Linked DNA regions of Mus musculus: region 2 is linked to region 1. A link is a contact called in public Hi-C data. All regions are on one chromosome and are shown on one strand. The core of a region is the stretch at or near the end of the contact, and the rest is flanking DNA. Distances in the headings are between cores, read along the strand shown.

Evidence for each region. A called contact is a pair of places that touch in the nucleus more often than the background predicts.
Region 2: a Hi-C map of pancreatic cancer cells shows a contact between it and region 1, with 3 times the contacts expected there. The contact joins two enhancer-like sites. A contact is called at or near these places in 4 of 15 datasets of contacts at CTCF or cohesin (embryonic stem cells, hippocampal excitatory neurons and large pre-B cells), 95 of 484 Hi-C or Micro-C datasets (the Ba/F3 cell line, the C10 cell line, the C2C12 cell line and 41 more), 14 of 115 datasets of contacts at active chromatin or transcription factors (astrocytes, a colorectal cancer cell line, embryonic fibroblasts and 8 more) and 3 of 9 other capture datasets (adipose tissue, embryonic stem cells and liver).

What each region holds. Positions count from the first base shown.
Region 1 is chr3:36,187,882-36,191,029 of GRCm38.p6, forward strand. Qrfpr (pyroglutamylated RFamide peptide receptor) reads right to left here. Exons shown (of 6, transcript NM_198192.2): 2 at 1,571-1,729; 3 at 275-336. Among named protein-coding and RNA genes, the nearest start is that of Qrfpr, 33 kb to the right of the region's middle. Within about 2 kb of position 1,435, at least 25 of the 459 cell types and tissues checked have an H3K27ac peak or open chromatin away from gene starts, as enhancers often do. A contact at or near this core is called in the C2C12 cell line, the HL-1 cell line, a colorectal cancer cell line and 1 more, where this site is marked.
Region 2 is chr3:36,447,688-36,450,843 of GRCm38.p6, forward strand. Anxa5 (annexin A5) reads right to left here. Exons shown (of 13, transcript NM_009673.2): 11 at 2,951-3,009; 12 at 2,625-2,747; 13 at 1,236-1,719. The coding sequence ends at 1,657. Among named protein-coding and RNA genes, the nearest start is that of Mir7009, 26 kb to the right of the region's middle. Within about 2 kb of position 1,889, at least 126 of the 459 cell types and tissues checked have an H3K27ac peak or open chromatin away from gene starts, as enhancers often do. A contact at or near this core is called in the C2C12 cell line, the HL-1 cell line, a colorectal cancer cell line and 1 more, where this site is marked.

The sequences.
Region 1 (3,148 bases), core at 185-2,684:
AGCAGTTGTGAAATAGCATGTTCTACTTATAGGAAAATAGATAAAGTAAACTTGGATTAATTTTCAAAATGTTAAGCACCAAGGTCTTAGCAAAATAATATCTAGAAGAATTAGATGAAATGGGAAAAGCAATTTTATCTCATTTGAAAGATTTCCAGTGAAGGAAGTGAGGTCACATAGACTTGTTGAAGTGCTCTTGAGACGGGTGATCATTACAGTTGAGGGGTATGGAGAAGTATCTCGGTAGTATAAAAAGCCACGCAACCCTGAATACCTCGAGGCGTTGTACGTGCCACATGGGTGATCCTACGATGATGGCTGCCAACCAGACCACACCTGTAAAAATGCAATAATCATCAGAATGCGGTACAGTGGAGACATGCTTCACCTACCACTGAAGTGGTTCTCCATCTTCAGTGTTCCTTATGATACAATACCAGATAAAATTTTATAACAGAAGTGCTGTTTATGTTATTTCACATGGCATATTAGTTAAATTTGATACCTTTGATGATCCTATGAGCTGTACACTATACATTGGATTTTTAGAAATTCAGACCATTGTGAAGCATCTTAAGATTCTGAGGACTCAATGATAATTACTAAAAAAAAAAAAAAAAGATGATTAATCTATTACCATGCTAGATGTTAGGGTCGTGCTTCAAATTTACCATTTTGTTTTGAGATATGTTGTATTCATCATGTCTTACGAGTAGGGGACAGTGATGGCAAGCTAAGCATCTAGAACTGCCTGAAGAGAGTGGAGTGTGCTCTCAGGCACGTGCAAGCTCTATGCGAATGATTGGGAGCCCACCTCAGCACAACACTCTTGCTCTCGGCTTCCCTCAAAGCACAGTTGCTGCTCTGTATCAGGATTTTCTTGCTCTTGTACACTCAGAGCCTTCTCATCTCAGGGTCAGATGAATGTTAGTGTGGAAATGCCATAGGTAGGTACCACTCACTAGCTAAATGTTGAAGACGTAAACTGTGGAATACATTACCCACAATAATATATTTAAGTGTTAGGGTAGAACCAAAGGAGATGTGATATAGGGTAAATACAGAGAGGACCAAACTCAAGTTATACAGGAATGCTTACACATAAAGGCCAAACTATACTTCAGCTGTACAAATATGATATTGCCCTATACTGAAGAATGCCATTAATACTGCAGGAGGGCACACTGAGAAGCCTCACCTAGTGTTACAATTAGAGTATTAAATGCCTTCACAGTCTTGAACAATAGTCTCTGGGCTTTGTCCACTGATGAATTTGTAGATGAATGGACTACTAGGAAATGGAGCACGATTGGGAGAAGTAGGTTACTGGCATAGGACTTTCCCCAGATAGCTTCTGTCTGTGTACATGCGTGTGACCTGCAATGAGGCAAGCCACTGCTCTACCAATGGTCATGTCACAGTGTTCTGCTTTCTTGCCCAAAGGCCCGGAAGTAACAGCCAAGTGGCCACAGACTGCAATCTCTGAAGTCATATGCAAACACTAATCCTTGTCCTTCCAAATTGTCAGTACCAGATATTTTTGTCGAGTGACAAATAGTGACTCACGTACCCAAGATTGTGAAAGCCCTTCGGGTAGTGTACTGCCACTTCATTTTAAAAGGATGGATGAGTCCTTGGTGCCTCTCAACAGCGATGCAAGTCATGGTGAGGATTTCCGTCACAACAGCAGTGGACTGGACGAAGGGCACCATCTTGCAGATGAAGGCACCTGGGGTGAGGGAGCAAACTACATCATACAAAAGCTACATTGTAAAAGTCTTACCTGAATCTTTGTAAGAGTTACAAATCATTAACTGTGAGCTGCTGCTCAGAAGCTTTCTGATGATAACCATGCCATAGATGCAAACTAGTGAACGAACTCTAGTCTCTCCAACTAGTTTTATGCTCTCAGGGGCATTGAACATAAGATAATGGGAGATACAAATCGGTACCAGGGAGGGTAAGACAGTGTATGTGTAAAGTGGCACACATCCCTAGTTCTAGTGCATAGGAGACTGGGGCAGGACTGTCTAGAGAATCTGAAACCAGTGTGGGACACATAGCAAAACCATGACTCAAAAGCCATTAACAGAAAAGGCTGTGAGACTAATATTTTCTGAAGAGCAAAGTTGGAATGAAGTGGTCAACTGGAAAATAATCTACAAAATAACCTTTGATCTTTCTTTTCATTTGGCTTTATGTGAAGTCATAACAAAGGAGTAATTCTCATCAAAATTCAGGTTATTAATCTTTCCCCCCTCTGTGCAAGTCTCTCTCTCTCTCTCTCTCTCTCTCTCTCTCTCTCTCTCTCTCTCTGTGTGTGTGTGTGTGTGTCTGTGTGTGTGTGTATGATGCACAAGCATGCGTGTTTCCATGTGTGGATATGGATGCACATGGGTCATGGAGTCCATGCAGAGGTCAGAGGACAGCTTTGGGTGCTGGCTCCTGAAGTCCACCTTGAGGTAGGGTCTCTTCATTGCTCACCACTGTTTATGTTATTCTGCTTGGCACACAGGCTCCTGGGATTCTTCTCTCCGTATCTCCCATTTTCCCATAAGAGTATCAGGCTATTGTCACTGAATTCTGGCTTATGGGTTTTGGGGATTCAAACCAAGGTCTCACACTTGTGCAGCAAGTTCTGTACCCACTGAGCCCTCTCACCAGTCCAATACACAGGTTTCTTCTTTCATATTTATTTTTCTTAGTTATCTATCCAACTTGATATATACATTAAACCATTGGCCATTATAACGACTTTTAGTTCTATACAAGGCTGTCTTTCTTATAGTTTTTTTTATAATTGAAAATATATTTTTTCATACAGTATTGAGATTATGTTTTTTTAAATATTTTTATTAGGTATTTTCCTCATTTACGTTTCCAATGCTATCCCAAAAGTCCCCCATACCCCCACCCCACTCCCCTACCCACCCACTCCCACTTTTTGGCCCTGGCATTCCCCTGTACTGGGGCATATAAAGTTTGCGTGTCCAATGGGCCTCTCTTTCCAGTGATGGCCGACTAGGCCATCTTTTGATACATATGCAGCTAGAGTCAAGAGCTCCAGGGTACTGGTTAGTTCATAATGTTGTTCCACCTATAGGGTTGCAGTTCCCTTTAGCTCCTTGGGTACTTTCTCTAGATCCTC
Region 2 (3,156 bases), core at 639-3,138, 260 kb after region 1:
TTTTCACAGCAGGTTCACAGCAAGATGGAGCAGGGCGTTACAAACTGGAAAATACAGCACACGGTAAAGCATTTTCTTTTTCTGATTAGTTTCCTATTGTAGCCCAGGCTGGCCTGGAACTCGAAACATCCTCTTGCCTCAGCCTCCTCGATGTACGGATGACAGGTGTGGGCCAGCACAGTCAGCTCATCGCTCAGGAGCCGGCAAGTGTGTGTTGCACCGCTTATGTGATGGACTGGGCTCTGCGTCTATGGAGCTTGGGCGGGAGTGTGTGTGTGTGTGTGTGTGTGTGTGTGTGTGTGTGTGTGTGTGTGTGTTTATGGGTGGGTGGGGTGTCCAACTTCACATTACCACACACACAATTTTTACAGTTTCCTTGGTTATTTTGTAGAACAGTGAGGTCTGTGAAAAGATCGCTGTCATTATTTAATAAGGATATTAACATTTTACTTAGGAAAAAAAGTAGCCGTGAGTATATAGCATATGTACAAATGTCAAGGTAACTCCACTTCAAGGCACCCAAAGGTGGGAAACAGGAAGGCAAGGCTGAAGAAATGGCTTCCTAAAGAGTACTGTCTGTGTTATCTGTGATGAGACAGACGTGTGGTGCCTGAGCACAGGTAACCAGCCTCGTGGCAGAACATGGATTAGAATAAATGGGTTATCTTAGGTTATGAGCCATTAGGTTATTTCTGGGACTATGGGACTGGAGGAAGAAACTTCTACAATTATCTCAAGGAGGAGGAGGAGAAGGTAAAGAGCAGAGTTACAAGCAAACTCGAACACACTGAAATTTTAGGTTGTGCAAAATTTACTCTTTCTGCTGCTAGTAGAAGCTCCATAGTATTGTCCTAGCTGGTGAGGAAATAAATCTCTTCTCTTCACCTCCCCTCCTCCCACCAGGGGACCCTCCCCTCCCCAGCTTTCATCCCACCAGGAAACTGTTTTACACACACACACACACACACACACACACACACAGAGGAACACATGCACCTCCACCCCACCCCACCCCCTTCCTCCATCCACACCCTACCCCCACCTCCCATCCCCCACCCCCCATTCTCTCTCCATCCTTTACCTCACCGCATTAGGAAGTTCAGTCTGCGATACTGCATGTTTTAGTACCCCAAGACCAACTATAGTTTTAGCTTTAACTAATACTACTGTCAAGTGCCTGCTTTCAAAGGGATATCATTGTTAAATAAGCTTTCTAAACACAAACCTACACAGGATTTGGAGGGAAGGGAATGTTTTTATTTGTCGCCAATGTTTTGGATACTACCATCATAATTTTGCAGGTCTGCTAGAGCAGTAAGCTTGATTGACAGCATTTCCAAGAGTTCACAATTTCACCGCTAAGGTTCCAATCAAGATAATAGGGTTATTAACTTAATATAAATGAAGCTTTAAAAAAGGATATAAAAAGCAATTCATAGACAATATTAATAACTCAGACATTGGACTGAGAGATATGGGAAGGTCACTACCTACTGTAGACAGAACATCAGAAGGGCGGGACACTGCTTTCATCTAAGACACCTTTGGTCATTAGCATACTAGTGTAAGGCAGCGCGGCAGGCACAGAATGCAAGCAAGTGTGGTGCTGAGGAAAGCTGATGGTGGGCAGCAGGCACAGGGCGCTCCAGGCGGCTCTCAGTCATCCTCGCCCCCGCAGAGCAGCAGCAGGGCCTTCTTATAGTCTCCAGATGTGTCGCCCTGGAACCCAAACACACTCTGTCAACTCCATGACTCACAAAAGCCACAGGAAATAAAAAGATGAGGAAATGGCTGAGGGTGACTATCGTTCCTGTGACTTTTCTCCCCACTGGGCAACTTCTCTGCATGACTCTCACAACAGGAATGTTACACAGGGAAATTCCTACCAATACCGCTCAGTTTAACTTTCTAATTTTACCCCTCGAGGGCTGTTCTCTTAATGGAGTGGACTGTGTTCTTCCATGGAGAAGCAGAGAAGCCGTTCCAAGTATGTTAAATCATCATGCCTTCAAACAGACGCCCAGTTTCTCTCGGGTAACAAAGGCATGCAGGGCCTCTCAGGGGCTGTGGCTTTGCCTCGGACATGGGCATAGGGCATGCCTTCCTTGGGCTCCCCTCATGCCGCTTATGTGTGAAATGCTAGTGTCTTAAGTGCACAGACTCGCTGGCAACCCTCAACCCAAGCTCCACACACCACACACATTAAATCCAACGCTTTTGCTCAACTGAAACCTCTCTCTACACGTGGTCCACAAGGAAAGATGTCAAGAGACTTCCTTTCAGCCACACTTCAAGGTCACAGGGGTCTCTTGCTGCAGCTATGACCTGACACCAGGGGCACAGTGACCACAGACAAGGAAGAAAGAAACACTGACGAGAGGGAGGAGCTAACAAAGGCAGCTGATACTGATGGATACACAAGCACACATTCTAAAAACGGACAAAGCCTTGGGTCGGTTGAGCCTTGGCCGGGGCTGTAACCCAGCTCCCCCTTTATCCTTCTTTAGAACCCCTCTAATCCTATGACTAATATTTTAACTTAGCACGGGAACTGGATTCTTCCATCCATTTCCTTCATGCTGCCCGATCTGGCTCTGTGTTTCTAATGTAAACCAAAGTTCTACCTTGATCATAGAATACAGGGAGGTGGCGAAGTTCTTCCTAAACTCCTTCCTTATGTTAAACAGGTCAATCTCACTCCTCGACACCACGACTCTGATGAGGGTGTGATCGTCCGTCCCAGCACCCTTTAAAGGAGAAAAGAGTGCAGGTGTTAAAAGTCTTCACATACAGCACCAAATGCCCCTGGTTTGAGGTAAATCATTGAAGTCTGGTAACGTAGAAGAAACAGGCTACACATCGGAAAGAGACATGCATCCCCAGGCTGTCACATGAAGCATAGTCAGAGCTAGAGAAGGCTGCATTTATTAGATGCAGGGTGTCTACTCACCTTCATGGCATAGTAGAGGGTCTCTGCAAGGTAGGCAGGTATGCTCCGAATAGACTTCACTAAGAAAACACATAGTACAACTGTCAAAAGCTATTCGGACATGAAGAATGATGTAATCAAAATGCAAACACTGTCTCCTGTTCTTAGCTCTGCTTCTAAGTGTAAAAGTGAGGTGCCCTGCAGAGGGGCATCTGCAAGCTGCTGGG